2 separate regions of the Mus musculus genome follow, and region 1 is linked to region 2. A link is a contact called in public promoter capture Hi-C data. All regions are on one chromosome and are shown on one strand. The core of a region is the stretch at or near the end of the contact, and the rest is flanking DNA. Distances in the headings are between cores, read along the strand shown.

What was found. Capture Hi-C pulls out chosen DNA fragments and counts their contacts.
Region 1: a promoter capture Hi-C map of adipose tissue shows a contact between it and region 2. The contact joins two enhancer-like sites. A contact is called at or near these places in 1 of 15 datasets of contacts at CTCF or cohesin (CD8 T cells) and 2 of 9 other capture datasets (adipose tissue and liver).

The regions. Positions count from the first base shown.
Region 1 is chr11:75,257,643-75,264,737 of GRCm38.p6, reverse strand. All of the region lies in intron 1 of Rtn4rl1 (reticulon 4 receptor-like 1), which reads right to left. The region is part of intron 1 of Gm35117 (a long non-coding RNA gene); the gene reads left to right. Among named protein-coding and RNA genes, the nearest start is that of Gm35117, 13 kb to the left of the region's middle. Within about 2 kb of position 4,272, at least 52 of the 459 cell types and tissues checked have an H3K27ac peak or open chromatin away from gene starts, as enhancers often do. A contact at or near this core is called in adipose tissue, where this site is marked.
Region 2 is chr11:74,987,676-74,994,317 of GRCm38.p6, reverse strand. It overlaps Smg6 (Smg-6 homolog, nonsense mediated mRNA decay factor (C. elegans)), which reads right to left. Exons shown (of 19, transcript NM_001002764.2): 10 at 4,103-4,248. Among named protein-coding and RNA genes, the nearest start is that of Srr, 65 kb to the right of the region's middle. Within about 2 kb of position 1,622, at least 76 of the 459 cell types and tissues checked have an H3K27ac peak or open chromatin away from gene starts, as enhancers often do. A contact at or near this core is called in adipose tissue, where this site is marked.

The DNA of each region.
Region 1 (7,095 bases), core at 3,023-5,522, 270 kb before region 2:
CAGCAGTGAGGGGCTGCCCAGAGGAGGTGGAGATAGATGGGGAACAGAGGGTGGAATGGGGGACTGGCAAATGACTCTGTTGGCTCACAGAGGTTCTGTCCTCTGTATTGTATGCAGGGGTCCCTTGGACAGGGCATTTGGGGCCAAGGCCCACATTATCTCCTCACCTCTTTAGCTCTGTCCCTAAAGTCTCTAATTCCATCCGAACACTTCTTCAGACTGTCAGCCCCACCGCAGGGTGGAACACACTTGTGAACACAGGCGAGTCGGCCTCCGGCTCTGGGTCCGGCTCTGCCACTCGCTCACTGTTAGCTGCCTTAGCAAGGAATGACTCTAACAAAGCAAATCTGGAGTCCTGAATGATCACTTTATTTAAATAATTCCTCAAAATAAAGAAAGCATTGAGTCCATGGTACCAAAGCATGCCTCAATAAGCGCCTCTTTCACACTGTGGTACAAAAACTTCAAACCTACAACTCCTCCATGGCTGTTTCCTCATGAGTTAAACACAGTTCACAGGGCTGTGTGTACAGACAAGGCACATTTCTGTGAGGGGCTGTGAGTGACACCAGGGCTGACGCACGAGGCTTCCCTTGGGGTTCACAGTACTGCCAGATCGAGGCTGCATGCTCCTCTCCCCCATTCACACCCCCCCCTCCTGTGCTGGAGATTGCCAGGCTGTGGCTGTAAAACCGGGCCTTGCCTCTTGACTGTCCAGAGCATTTCCTCTGTAGCTTCCCTCTAATTGGGCATTAATTAGGCATTCGTTAATGGATCCTTAAAATAATTATTTTCGGATGTGTCCAGCCTGTGGTCGGGTAATAGGCCTATGCTCATTATGGAAGCCGCCTCATTATGGACGATTGTCATTACCTGCCTTTTTCCAGGGTCACAGCTGCCCCAAGTGGCCCAGCAGGCGCGTCAGGAAGATGGGGACAGGCTCCAGGCCTACGGGCGCCCACCCTGAAGGGCCAGGCAGCCACGACCTATGTCGCCTCAGTTGGCCTCTTGCCCCTTCTTTTCCAGCTTGTTCAGCTGGGACTCTTGGGAGAGCCAGGGCCCCTGGGGGAATATGAGCTGAGCTGAATCTTCTTGCTGCTAGCTGTGCTCAGAGCAAGTGGAAGGAGCAGGGACCTTCTGACCAGGCTTCCCACTTGGGGTCCCAGGCCCAGGGACTGCCCAGGCCCCTGGCAGAGTAGGTTGCCACCTTGACTTCTGACGCCCCCCCCCATTCCCAACAGAAACAGCATCGTAAGTTGACAGCTCCCAGCTGTTGGGAGTTATGGGCTCCCAGAGAGTGGCAGCTGCTTCTCGTCCCTGTAATCACCCGGCTTCAGCTAGAATGTTTCTAGCACATAAAAATCATCGCATATAATTTAGTTTTTGCATAATTGGGTTCAGTTGTGATTTCAGAGCAATTATGACCTCAGCAGCAGGGGTGGCACAGCATAGGACCCCTTTCTGGGCCGGGCCATGCCCTGCAGGCCCTCTGCAGTGCTTTCTGCCCACCGGCCCTTAGACAGCATGCAGGCTATAACCATCTCTGCCTCAATTTCCTGCTCCAAAACGTGTCTAGATGTTACTCTGTCGATCTTCCTCCTCAGCATCCTGGGTGTGGCCTCCAGCCTGCCAGCCTCTGTCCTAGGGATCCTGTGCTGCAGAGGGAGGCACAGTCGGAGGGAGGGGAGCCTGCCCTGTGCCACCAGCACTCACACTGGCTGCACAGTCCACAGACCCACAGCTCCAACCTCCCTGCTTGGCTTGCACCCTCTCTTCCAGGAAGGCCATTCTTGCCAGAACCTTTCCCAACGGTCCCCTGGGAAAGCCTGGACTCTAGGTTCAAGGACATTCATGATGCTTGCCCCACATTTTATGCTGGATGAGACACAGCAGAGCCTTCTTCACTGGGGGGTCCTGTGAAAATGAAAGCTTTTCTTCCCCGGCCTGCAGCTGCAGGCAGGTAGGGGTTGCAGTGGGCTTATCACTAATACCATTCGACATTTGTACAGCTCATCGGAGTTTACAGAGGGCTTTTGTTGTACCCTCAACTTCCCCTGTGTTCTCCCACCTACTGTGGCTGCTCTGTCTCTGTGCACCCCAAAAGAATCTGGAAGTCCCTTGGGGAGATTACCCCCCTTACATAGGGGCCTCCAAGGAATACAGGCTACAGCTCTATTTAGGAAAAAAAAAATCAAACTGAACCAAACCTCAGGTGTGGACTTAGTAACCAGTTTATAAACATACCGTGGCAAGTGGAGGAGGCAGGCGGCAGAACGGCATGAAGGTAGGACTGGGGTTTTCCCTCTAAAAGGGCAATGGGGGGACAAAGGGACTCTAGCCAAGACCTGATGCAGAACCAGGCTCAGTTCCCCTGTTATCTCAAGGCTATCATCACTAGGAGGCCTAAGGCAATGGACCACAAGGACCTTGTCCTTGTAGGACAGTCACTTCCTGCAGTGAAGTGCTCTTCTGGAAGCATACTAATAGGATGTAGGCTCAGGACAGCTGGTCTCTGTCCTTTAGTATTTTTCCACATGCCAGGGATGTTAACCTTCCAAGCCTCCATCTCTTCTAATGGGGGGGGGGTGTTGAGGGGCTCAGCCACTCTGCATCCATGTCTTTGAAAGCCAGTGGTATTACTCCAGGACCCTGAGCAAGCTGTCCTAGTCAGCCCTGGCCACTTCTGGACTCCTTGCCTGAGTCAGTAGGTGCCAATCCTAGGATTGTCACCAGCAGGTTTCTTCCTAGGGAGGCAAGCACTGTATCACCATGGCGCCTTCTATGCCCCCTCTATGAGGCCCTTGGGAGCCCCGCCCCACTGATTGCCTGATTAATGTACCAACAATGAGGATGGAGCCTTTGCCATGCATTTTAACATTGCAAATTAGCAGGAATCCAAGTCTCTGTGGAGGGGCCCTGCACCTCTTCTGCCAGACTCATCAAGCGCCTCTTGGGCAGGGCTGCCTTCTACTTGAGGGGGCGGAAGGGAGAAGACCCAGTTCCACTCTCCTTCCCCTCCAGGAGGTGCCCTTCATCGTGTTCTGCTTCGTTACTCTCAAGCCTCCGGCCTCCCACGCACGTGAGCTCCCAAGGGGCTCTACAGCCTCCGTCATTCCTTCTTCCATTCATACTTGCCCCCTAGTCTAGGAGAGCCATGGAAGACAGTGTGGGAAGGGCTTGACAATGAGCATCATGCCCCATTTGCATATGCGGTGGCAATACCCTGGTGGGTACCAGGAGAGTATAGGGGAAATTAAGAGAGGGGCCTAAGGAAAGCCTCTGCTATCCCTGGGCTACCAGTCAGCATTGCTTGGTCACTGATCCCCTCTGTAACACCAGCCCTTCTGCAACCTGCCAGAGTTTTTGACCTTTGAACTAGGGCTGAGAAGGGTCTGCTCTGTTCAGCTGCCTTGGCTGGGAGGGGAATCTGCTCAGACCTCAGCACACACTCAACAGAAGGCATGCAAGCAAGGGAGCTAGCAGTGGCCTTGGGTCAGCTGGCAAGCCCCAAACTCTTCCTGCCAAGCTGAGCATGAAAAGCCACCTCACCATGGTCCCATGGGACCAGACCTGGTAGGATAGGTGGCAAGGCTAAGGCAGCGGAATAGCATGTGCAAAGGCACTGGGGTGGGAAAGGGCCTGTGCTTCTCACCCCCTCTAATGGTGCAGAGCCTCCAAGGAATACTGTAACCTCAGCTCAGCTGGGCTCGGGTGGCCAGAGAGCTTGGCACCAGAACCAGCATCAACAGGGCCTGTCTGCTAAACCCAGACCTCACAAGCCAGTTTAGTAGGGGCCCTGTAGCACCCTGGCCACCAGAACTAACGAGGAAGATCTGACGCTGGGAATATGTCTTTAATGAAAAGCCCTTCCGGAAGCCACATTTGCACAGAAGAAAATGAGGTGCCCAGAGCATCAGTGGCTGGTTGCAGCTGGAGAACACAGCAGGGGGACAGGTCCTACCAAGCTACCCTGCCTTCAGGCTGGGGCTCTAGCCAGCTCCCTGATGCCTGGAGTAGGTAGAGCAGCCTCGAATAGGGCTGGTCAGCTTTCTCAGGCTCCAAAGTGTCAGGACAGCTGCTGCAGCTTAGCACCCAAGGGGCTGCCCCTCTACCCCTAAGTAGAGGCATCCCCATGGCCCCTGGGCAGGTCAGTGGGTCTCTCTGAAGCTTTGTAGGCTGCTTCTTGGCCATGTAGCCAATCTCTCTGGCCTTCAGTCCTCCCTCCCTGCCCCCAGCCTGGCCAGCTGCTCTTCTCTGAGCAATCGATGTTAACCGAATGCTCTCTTGCTGTGGGGATGGCGGCCTCAGGCCAGGCCAGCTGCACTCCTGGGGCTGCTGGCGCCTCAGGCCACTTGGCACTTGTGCCACTTGTGTTCTAAACACAGGCTCCTTCCTGGCTCGGCCCTGAAGACAAGAAAGCTGGCCAGGGAACAGCTGGGCTCCCATCTCAGCCTCCACTGCTGTGCAGAGCGGCCGGCAGCCTCCTATCCATGGCTGTGAGTAGAACAGGGCTGTGGAGCCAGAGGCCTAAGTTGAATCCTGGCTGCTCCTTTTAATGCTTGCAGGAGCCTCGTTTTCCTCACCTGCAAAATGGGGCAGTCATTGGAAGCTCAGCCAGTCCTCCAGCCCACAGATACTGGTACCCACCTGCCCTTCCCACATCTCCATCTGTCTAACTGAAACCATCCAAACCAAGCTCTTCTCTTCCTCTCCGGCCTCCTCCGTTCACAACTTCTCCATCTTGGGTAAAGATGGTCCCTTTACATCAGCTGCCTGGGAGGAACACCTCAGAATCACCGTGGCTCACTCTGGGGAAATTCTGCTGGCTAGATTTTAGAATGTATCCAGTATCTATCCACTTATCATACTCGCTATTGCTACCATTCACCCAGTAGCCTCCTGGATGCCCTCCCCCCCCCCCCGCAAGCCCTGCCTCCTCACCCCTACACCTCCTTCAACAGGAACTAGGGTAGTCCAGGGAAAGTGAGTCAGGAAGGGCTGCTCCTTAGTCTGCATCCTCCAGAGTGCCCATCTAACTAGAAGCTGCCCCAGGTCTTTCTCCCAGCCCAGAGGCCCTGCCTCTCCCTGGCTACACAGACCTTGCTGCCGTCCCTCCCACATGCCAGCCCTCAGCCTCCCTCCTGCCTTTGTCCATGCTGTTCCATCTACCTGGACCGGTTCCCAGTGTGTCTGCAGGGCTGCTTCCCAGAGAAGCCACTCTTGAGCAGCGATTTGCAAGGAGCTTCTTTCCTGGGACATTTTACTCTACAGCACGCGACCTCTTGGACAGCACGACATAAGTCACTTGTTTCCTTTATGTCCGCTGCCACTTTGTTCTGATGAGTGTGCTCCCTGCACACAGTAGGTGCTCATTAACAGTTCTGGGGGAGGGAATTACCTTCTCAAGTCTCTGGAGAATTGAATGATGACACTCAGGAAGCCCTAGGCTCAAGCCTGGGGCCTGGATCATAGTAGGTGCTCGATAAATGTTGGTTGTAATTAGTCCTGGGAGACTCAGAGCCTTCAGGAGAACAGACACCTGAACTTGGCTCACATCAAGACTCCTTAGGCCCATCAAGGAAGTGACCGTTTGTTGGATGAGCACTCTGAGAAGGACCCAATACCAGTCCTTTCCTGGGCAAGGGGAAATAGACTGGGACTGGGGAGTTTCCCAAGGTATGGGATTTTCAGCACTAAACTGGAATAATGCTAAAGAAAAAAAAAAGTTAGTCACTCTAAAAGGGGCCAGGACCAAAACCTTTCAAACAGAAATGTCTGGGTTTATGAAGAGAGGAAGCCAGATATGGTGGGGCACATCTTTAATCCAGGTGCTTGGGAGGCAAAGACAGATGGAGCTCTGTGAGTTTGAGGCCAGCCTATTCTACAAAGTGAGTTCTAGGACAGCCAAGGCTACATAGAGAAACCCACTTGACTTGCCACCCAAATTAAAAATCTTAGTGGGGGAGCAGTCAAGGAGGAAACACACACACACACACACACACACACACACACACACACGTTAGTATAATATCATACTATGGCTCTGTGCCTGCAGTCCAGGAATGAGGGCTGAACTCAGAGTGTTAGTGTGTGCTAGTGGATATTTGAGCTCTGTATTTATGTGCATGTCTGTGTAGATGTGTACCTGAGGTGTTTATGTGTACACAGGTGTTGGCCTGTTGCATATGGATGGAGACATGGTTGTGTTTGCTAGGCATTTGCATGTGTCTGAGTTCATGCACATAAACTCACATCTACCTCTGGAGACTGAGAGTGACAACCCAGGGCCCTTTTATCCTGCAGCACCCCAGGCCCAGCACCCCGACCCAGCATCCCAGGCCCAGCACTCCAGACCCAGCACCCCAGGCCCAGCATCCCACGCCCAGCATCCCAGGCCCAGCACCCCAGACCCAGCATCCCAGGCCCAGCACCCCAGACCCAGCACCCCAGGCCCAGCATCCCAGGCCCAGCACCCCGACCCAGCATCCCAGGCCCAGCACCCCAGGTCCAAGCACTCAATGCCCAGCACCCCGACCCAGCATCCCAGGCCCAGCACCCCAGGCCCAGCATCCAAGGCCCAGCATCCCAGGGACAGCACCCCAGGCCCAGCATCCCAGGCCCAGCATCCCAGGGACAGCACCCCAGGCCCAGCATCCCAGGTCCAGCATCCCAGGGACAGCACCCCAGGCCCAGTATCCCAGGGACAGCACCCCAGGCCCAGTATCCCAGGGACAGCACCCCAGGCCCAGTATCCCAGGGACAGCACCCCAGGCACAGTATCCCACATGGAGGCAGCACATACTGAAGATAGGGAATGTCTCTGAGGCCTCTTATCTTGGTCCTTACCCTCATTGCTTTCAGCACCTGCTCTCCTCACACTCGGAATCAAACACCCTGTGCAGGTTCTCCCAGTACCAGGATTCCCCTCAGCTGAGGAATGGGTAGCTACCATTTTGGCTTTTGTCTGTCTGGGGTTGGCAGCCCCATGCTAATTGGACTGACAGTTTCTCCTGAGAGCAATTTGGGCAGCACATCCTGCCCATTAGGCCTAACCTTGCCTGCAGGGGTGTGCTGTAGGGGCAGGGATGGAGCCTA
Region 2 (6,642 bases), core at 373-2,872:
CTAGGGCTCTTCCGCAGGACTGAAATGGAGTCATACTCTATGAACAAATAGAGAAGGGAAAAGAAAAGGCCAGGGCACAGAAAAGGGAAGTTATTCCAATGGTGGCCAATGAGTAATATCCAGTGATTTATAGGAAATATAATCCAATAATATAGTAAAATAAAACAGTGTGCCTGAGATGGTTTTGATTTCAAAAATTATAAATCATATTTTTAAAAAGAGTGGGGGCACCGAGTGGAAGTCCAGATTGGAATAAATTGGGCACAGATGGGGGATGCAAAGAGGTTTCCATGATGCCCTACCACAAATGTTGCTTCAGTTACTTGTCCTCGAGAAACTAGTTTTATTTCCTTAAGTTACATTTTTTTTTTAAATTAAAGTTCTTGAAGTACTTGTGGTTAAATTCAACAATTTACCTTTTAGCTTCTTACCAGCTACCCAAATGGCTACTGAAGTATTAAATACTGAGATACAGGAAGAAGGCCTTTTCTCCTTTTAGGCTCTGAATGCTACAGACATTGTGACATCACTCGAGGAACCAGCCATTTAGCTACCAACTTTGAAGATTAGCCAAGCAAGGCACACAGCTTTCCTAGAGCCATGGCCTTCAACTTCTTGCATTCAACATACATGCATTCAATAAATACCTGTGTCTAATGAATACCAGCCTAAGGACCCCCAAATATCCCATCCTGACCTCAAATGTAGCTGTCTCCAATCATCTCGTAGAGAGTGCTAGGATTCCAAGCTGACTCTAATACCACAGGGGTAGGATCTTGCATAGGGCTCATGATCAAGGAAGTTAGTATCTCCAAAACCTAATGCAGGGGAGGACACCATTCTCTCTACCACAGTTTTGCCCCCCTACTTTGTCTCCTACCATATCCAAAGCTTGTAAATATTTCAAGTCTACAATAAAAGCTTATTTAAAAAGTAAATACCATAAAATGTTAGCAAGCACATTATGTATACCCTGGCCTACTGTAGTAGAAGGTAGTTCTTGAAAAGGGAACACAAAACACAAGAATGACCTATGATAGTACTGCAGGACTGGGGGCCATCAGCAAAGAACACACTTTTTAAGGAAGCTCTGTTGCTCTCCAAATCATAATTCTGACCCCACATCTATGGAAATGGCTCTGACAAGGACAAAGGATCTAACATCTTTCTGGGCTACAAGATCACCTCTGCTTCAGGCTGGAATGCTCTTCTCCAGAGAATCCAGGAACTGACATATGTAAACACCCACCCAGAAGGACATATCCAAGAGGGAATGGAAAGAAAAATGATGGTCCAGATGTTCTGTAACTTGCAATGACTGCCAAATCACCGTGGACCCAAAGCACCTGGGAGGCCAGGCTGTGTCAGGCCTTACTTCCTGGTTTCAGACAGCCAGGGTCCTGTGGCTAGGTGGTGACTGTGACAGCCTGCAGACTAGATGGGAGAGAACCCGTTAGAAGGGCACCAGCTGACAGAACTTGGGGGCTGAACACACAGAGCTTGATTTATCACTTCCTTACTCATAAAAATGTGATTCAAAGTGCTGCTGATTAGTGAAGGACTTAAATCGTTACCCTCTCCCCAGCCCTCTTCTCTCTCCACCCCCGGCACAGATGCTGCTACTCAGCCACAACACCCCCTTCTTGCCACTGTCCGTGCAAGCACAGCACAGGGGCCCAGAGAAGATGACTCATGTGCTGGGAAATGGAAAAGTGCATCTTCCCACCAACCAGCCCTGCTGAGTGCTCTGTTCACCCCTATCCCAATGGCAGCCCACACAGTGGGGTCTGGATGGCCGCCTCAGCTGCACACCGGGTACTTGGCAGCACGTCCGCAGAGCTCTGTGTCCCAGTTGAGTGTTATATCCTGTGGCCTGGGTTGTTTTTCCCTGAACCACCCTTGGAGCCTGTGACCACCTCAGCTCAGGCTCCTCTTGCCTCATGGAGGTGAGAGCCAGGGCAAGGGCAGTACAGGGAGTGGGGCTATAGGCCTTTACTTGTCATTCCTGACTAGAGGATCCACCTCATGACCAACTACAGAAAAGTGCTACAAAAGTATCTTGGCCTCAAATACGCAAGAGTCCTCTATCCTTTATCTTCCTTTCACCCATATTTTCTTTCTTTTTTTCTTTTATTGGATATTTTCTTTATTTATATTTCAAATTTTACCCCCTTCCTAGGTCTCCCCCTGCCCCCTAGAAATCTCCTATCCCATTCTCTCTCCCCCCTGCCTCTATAAGGGTGCTCCCCTACCCACCCACCAACTCCCACCTTTCCGCCCTGGCATTCCCCTACACTGGGATATCGAACCCCCTCAGGCCCAAGGGCTGTTCCTCCCACTGATATCAAACACCCTTATTTTCTTAACCTTTACTTAACAGCTACAAGAAAAAGACTCACTGGTGGTCTATGAAAGTCTAGGGTACTCCTTTCCACCAAAAGTGTTGAAACCAGGTTCTTTATATTCACATCTATAGAGACCATATGTCAGTTGTTGCTGAACTGTGTGTCCCAGCTCTCCAGCTCACACGGCAGTGGTGGCTTGGGTAGGAAAGCAGAAAATGAATACAGGGGCAACTGGAGGCCCTACTTACAGAGCCCATTGAGCAGACAGTGTTACTATGTAGTTCTGGCTAGTCAGGAACTCGATAAGTAGACCAAAATTAAAGGCATGTGCCACCACACCCTGAGAGCTTCATTCTTGGTAGCAAAATTTCCCTCCCTTTAGGACTGCACAGCCTCACTAGGGCAGCATTTTACAAACTTATTTATTTCCTTCTCCTTAGAAATCAGTGCTGTCCCTTAAGGCTCCAGGCCTCTGGCAACCCCACCTCAGCAAACAGCCACCTCAGCAAAAAATTGGCTAAGTTGTGAAGGCTCCTAAGCCTCTGTATCTTGCCCATTGCTGAACATTTTGGATGCTGTATAAGTCAACCTGATGAGGAAATGTCTTCCAGGACTGATATGATTGAAAACCCAGGCAGACCAGCTAAGAAGCTCCTCAAATCCCAAGAGAAGCCCTGTCCATAGGGAAAGTTCGGCAGGCTCACTCATTACGGAAGTTCCCTAGCAGCAGCAAGTTGAACATAGATCCTAATATGGACAGGAAGGGAAGCAGATCAAGTGCAGGTGAGAGGAGAAATTTCTGAGAAAAGGTGAACTGAAGAGCCAGTGGCACTGTCCAGAGACATTACATCTGCTTTGTGACACAGTCTCCATGGGGCAATTCCTACTTCCTGGCACTGCAGATAAGAATCTGAGCAAACATTCCCTGTTGATGCTCTGGAATGACTCCTTGGCAACATGGTGTAAAGAAACACAAAATAATGTCACTCAGACTACATATTTCTACCAAGTCAAACCACATCAGCCTTACCTAAGTGAGGAAGAGGGAGGGGAAGGGATCCTAGAAACATCCTTCAAATGCAGCATGGTCATCAGAACATTTTAAAATTCTGCCAATCTGCCCTTCCCTCCTGGCCTCCCGCCTCATACGGGGGTGTGGGGAGAAGTGTTCAGAAAAACACTTCAGAACGCATACCAGTACACTGGCCAGATTCTGGGCCTGGTGGGTTTTGTGCTTCCAGATTTGAGTCACCAAAGCTCATCAATTCTCTGTTCTTACTCTCTGGCAGGGTCCCATAAGGGATATCCCATAGGGAACTAGACTTTTCCATATTGAACAAACAGGGTACACGAGTCCAGAAACAGCAATGCCTAATCCCTGCCAAGCATACGGTCTCTGGAATGAAACATTTCAGCAATGCCTCTCTCTTGGGAGAAGTCCTGGGTATGCAGCCTCTAAGAGGCCTTGCTGCTGCCATTAGCATAGCCAGATGTGCAAAAGCATCTCTGGATTTTTAAATTAAACTTTATATTTACAAATCTCTCCTTAATATCCCAACCAAGCACTATAGAGTCTTACAGAATTTAGAGACTAAAATAAAGATCTAAGAAGCAATAGAAGGGAGAGGTGTGTGTGTGTGTGTGTGTGTTGTGTGTTGTGTGTTGTGTGTCTGTGTGTGTGGAGATGGGGTTAGTGATAAGGTAGCAAAGATACTAAATTCAACTCTGTCTAGATGGAGAAATTAGATTTCCCTTACCTTTCAACTGGGAGTTATGCACGGCAAACATGTTGATGGTCATAAGCTGCAGCATACGGGTACTTCCAATAGGAGATGGGCTATGCTGCAGCAATACTTGGAACTCCTTAAGGACCTTCTCAGCCACTGCAGGGAATGTCTCCATCCTACAAATATGGGGATTCCATTATTGAGGCACATTCTTAAAGGCACTCAGAAGAACAATTCCCCTCTCCCAAGCACACAACTAATACCTAGGAAGTTTCTTTCCTACTTATTCCACAGTTTTGCACATATAGAAGAAAAAAGAAAAATATTCAAAGCTTAGAGATAAAAACAACTCAATTACTGGATAAATAGCTGTTGTAAGTTATTATACTTTATTTAGCAGGCTATTTCTTAGCACAGCCCACCCCCCATATTAAATGGATTCAAACTGATAAGAGTTTCTGTTTGAAACAGATTTTCTAGACAGTGAGAATATTTCCTTTAAATTTTAGTACCTACACCATCCCTAAGTCTCCTTTATGAAAACTGTGCTCCGTAAAAGGAATCTAATCACAAAAAAACTTTCTTTACTTAAAGAATTACTTCAGAAACAAGACATGGTAGATCATGCCTGTAAACCCAGCACTTGAATGGCTGAGGCAGGAGGATCTCAAGTTCAATTAGCCAAAGATACACAGCAATAGCTTGTCTAAAATTTAAAAACAAAAAGAACGAAAAGGAAAGAGCAATGCTCTGCCTTCTTAGGCACTATCACACTCACTGCCTACCCATGGGTCCCAAACTCTCCCTTGAAGGACGCCTAACCTAGGGTTCCCAATGGTCTGTTTCTAGCCTTTCCTGGGCTGCTCTCCTCCCTTTCACAAGCCTCTGCTCATCGGGTCTGTATGTTTTCAGACCAGTGGAAATACAATGCCCTGGCCAACTGCCACTCCCAATACAGGAAGAGCCTGTAATGTAGGGAGGCAGAAATCCAGCCAGTGACCTAGGGCTTCTAAGGAGAGGTCATTCAAACCAGTGCTTGCCAAATGTGGCCACTGGATCCTAAACAGTGGTGCATGCCTGGAGCTCCTTTGGCAACAAGGAGTAAACCACAGCTGAAATCCTCTGAAATAAAAAGCAAACTCAAACTTGGTGCTACAGAGAGAAACCAGGCACACAGGCCTTAGGGCTATGCTGAACAATTCGTGGTCAGCAAAATATCTTTTACCACCCCCCACCCTACCCCATCAAATTGCTTGTGGTACTCTGAGGGGTGCAGTGGGGAACAGCTCTAGGCTGGATTAATAAATAGCTTCTGGAAAGTCAAGGCAGACAATCCTTCTCAAATCCTGGGAAAAGGTGGTGTGAGTTTTGCTCCAACCTTAATCTTTATCGTTAAATAGCATCCTTCCCTGATAAGAAAACCTCAGAGCTTTATCAAACCTTGGCAATCTTTATACCTTTCCTTTGGATGGTAACTTGTACTGCTGACCCTCTGGTGCCCAGAAGTCATGGCTCAGCTACAAGCCAATCACAGTTTACTCTAGTCTGCCTCTGCTTAAGTGTCCTCATTTTTACTGGCCCAAAACATGCCATGCGTTTACTTTCCGAGACCCCTATGCCATTTTAAGTGCCTGCCCCAAATCAAAACAAAGCAAAACAAAACAAAGCAAAAATTGTTTCCCTCTAAAAATCTTCAGAGCTGCTAAAACTCTTGATAGACTAGGAATGGCAGGGAGTGATGTTTGTGGCTGGATTGGATCCATTTTTCCCCGTGGGCTCTAACAAAGGTTTCATTTTCAATCCTGACACTGTGCAGCACTCTCTCTAGATGGAGGTGGGGAGGGGGCGAGTACTTCTCATTACAAGAAGAGCAGAGTTCACTCTGCAAGAAAAGCAGCCATGCTGGGCAAGTTTCAGAGCCATGTGTCTCCGTGTTGAAAGGCAGTAAAGCGCCAGCACAGAATGACAGGACAGAAGTGTCACATGGGACATGTGTCTGAGGAAGCCTCTTCCCCGGGGTAGGAACTGAAACAGATCCATTAACACTCCATGGTCAGACTAAAGTCTCAAATGAGCACAAGTCAAATGCTCATTCTTTTTTTCAGAAACTTAAAACAACCCCCCCCCCAAAAAAAGCTTCCTTGGGTTAGCACAACATAATTAAAGAATCAATGGTTAAGAATGTAGATTAGCCTCACACATCAAATCTAAGAGAATATGGCTCATTCCTAGAACTCAGGAGGCATAGGCAGGCAGATCTCTGTGAGTTTGAGGCTGGTCTTATCTACAGAACAAGTTCTAGCCCAGCCAGGGCCACTGAAGGAGACTCTGTCTTAAAAAGAGAAACTGACAATCTGTTGGGTGGTAGTAGAGGAGAGTTAGACAAAATCAAGTGTTCTTAAGCAACAAATGGAAAAAGTACAGTTAAAAGTCACCTTTGCAAAGGAAGGAAGATAAATCTGTGAGTTTGAGGCCAGCATGGTCTACAGTGAGTTCCAGGACAGCCAGGACTATAAGAGAGAGAAGAGACCCTGTCTCAAAACAAACAAACAAATAAAACCTACAACAAA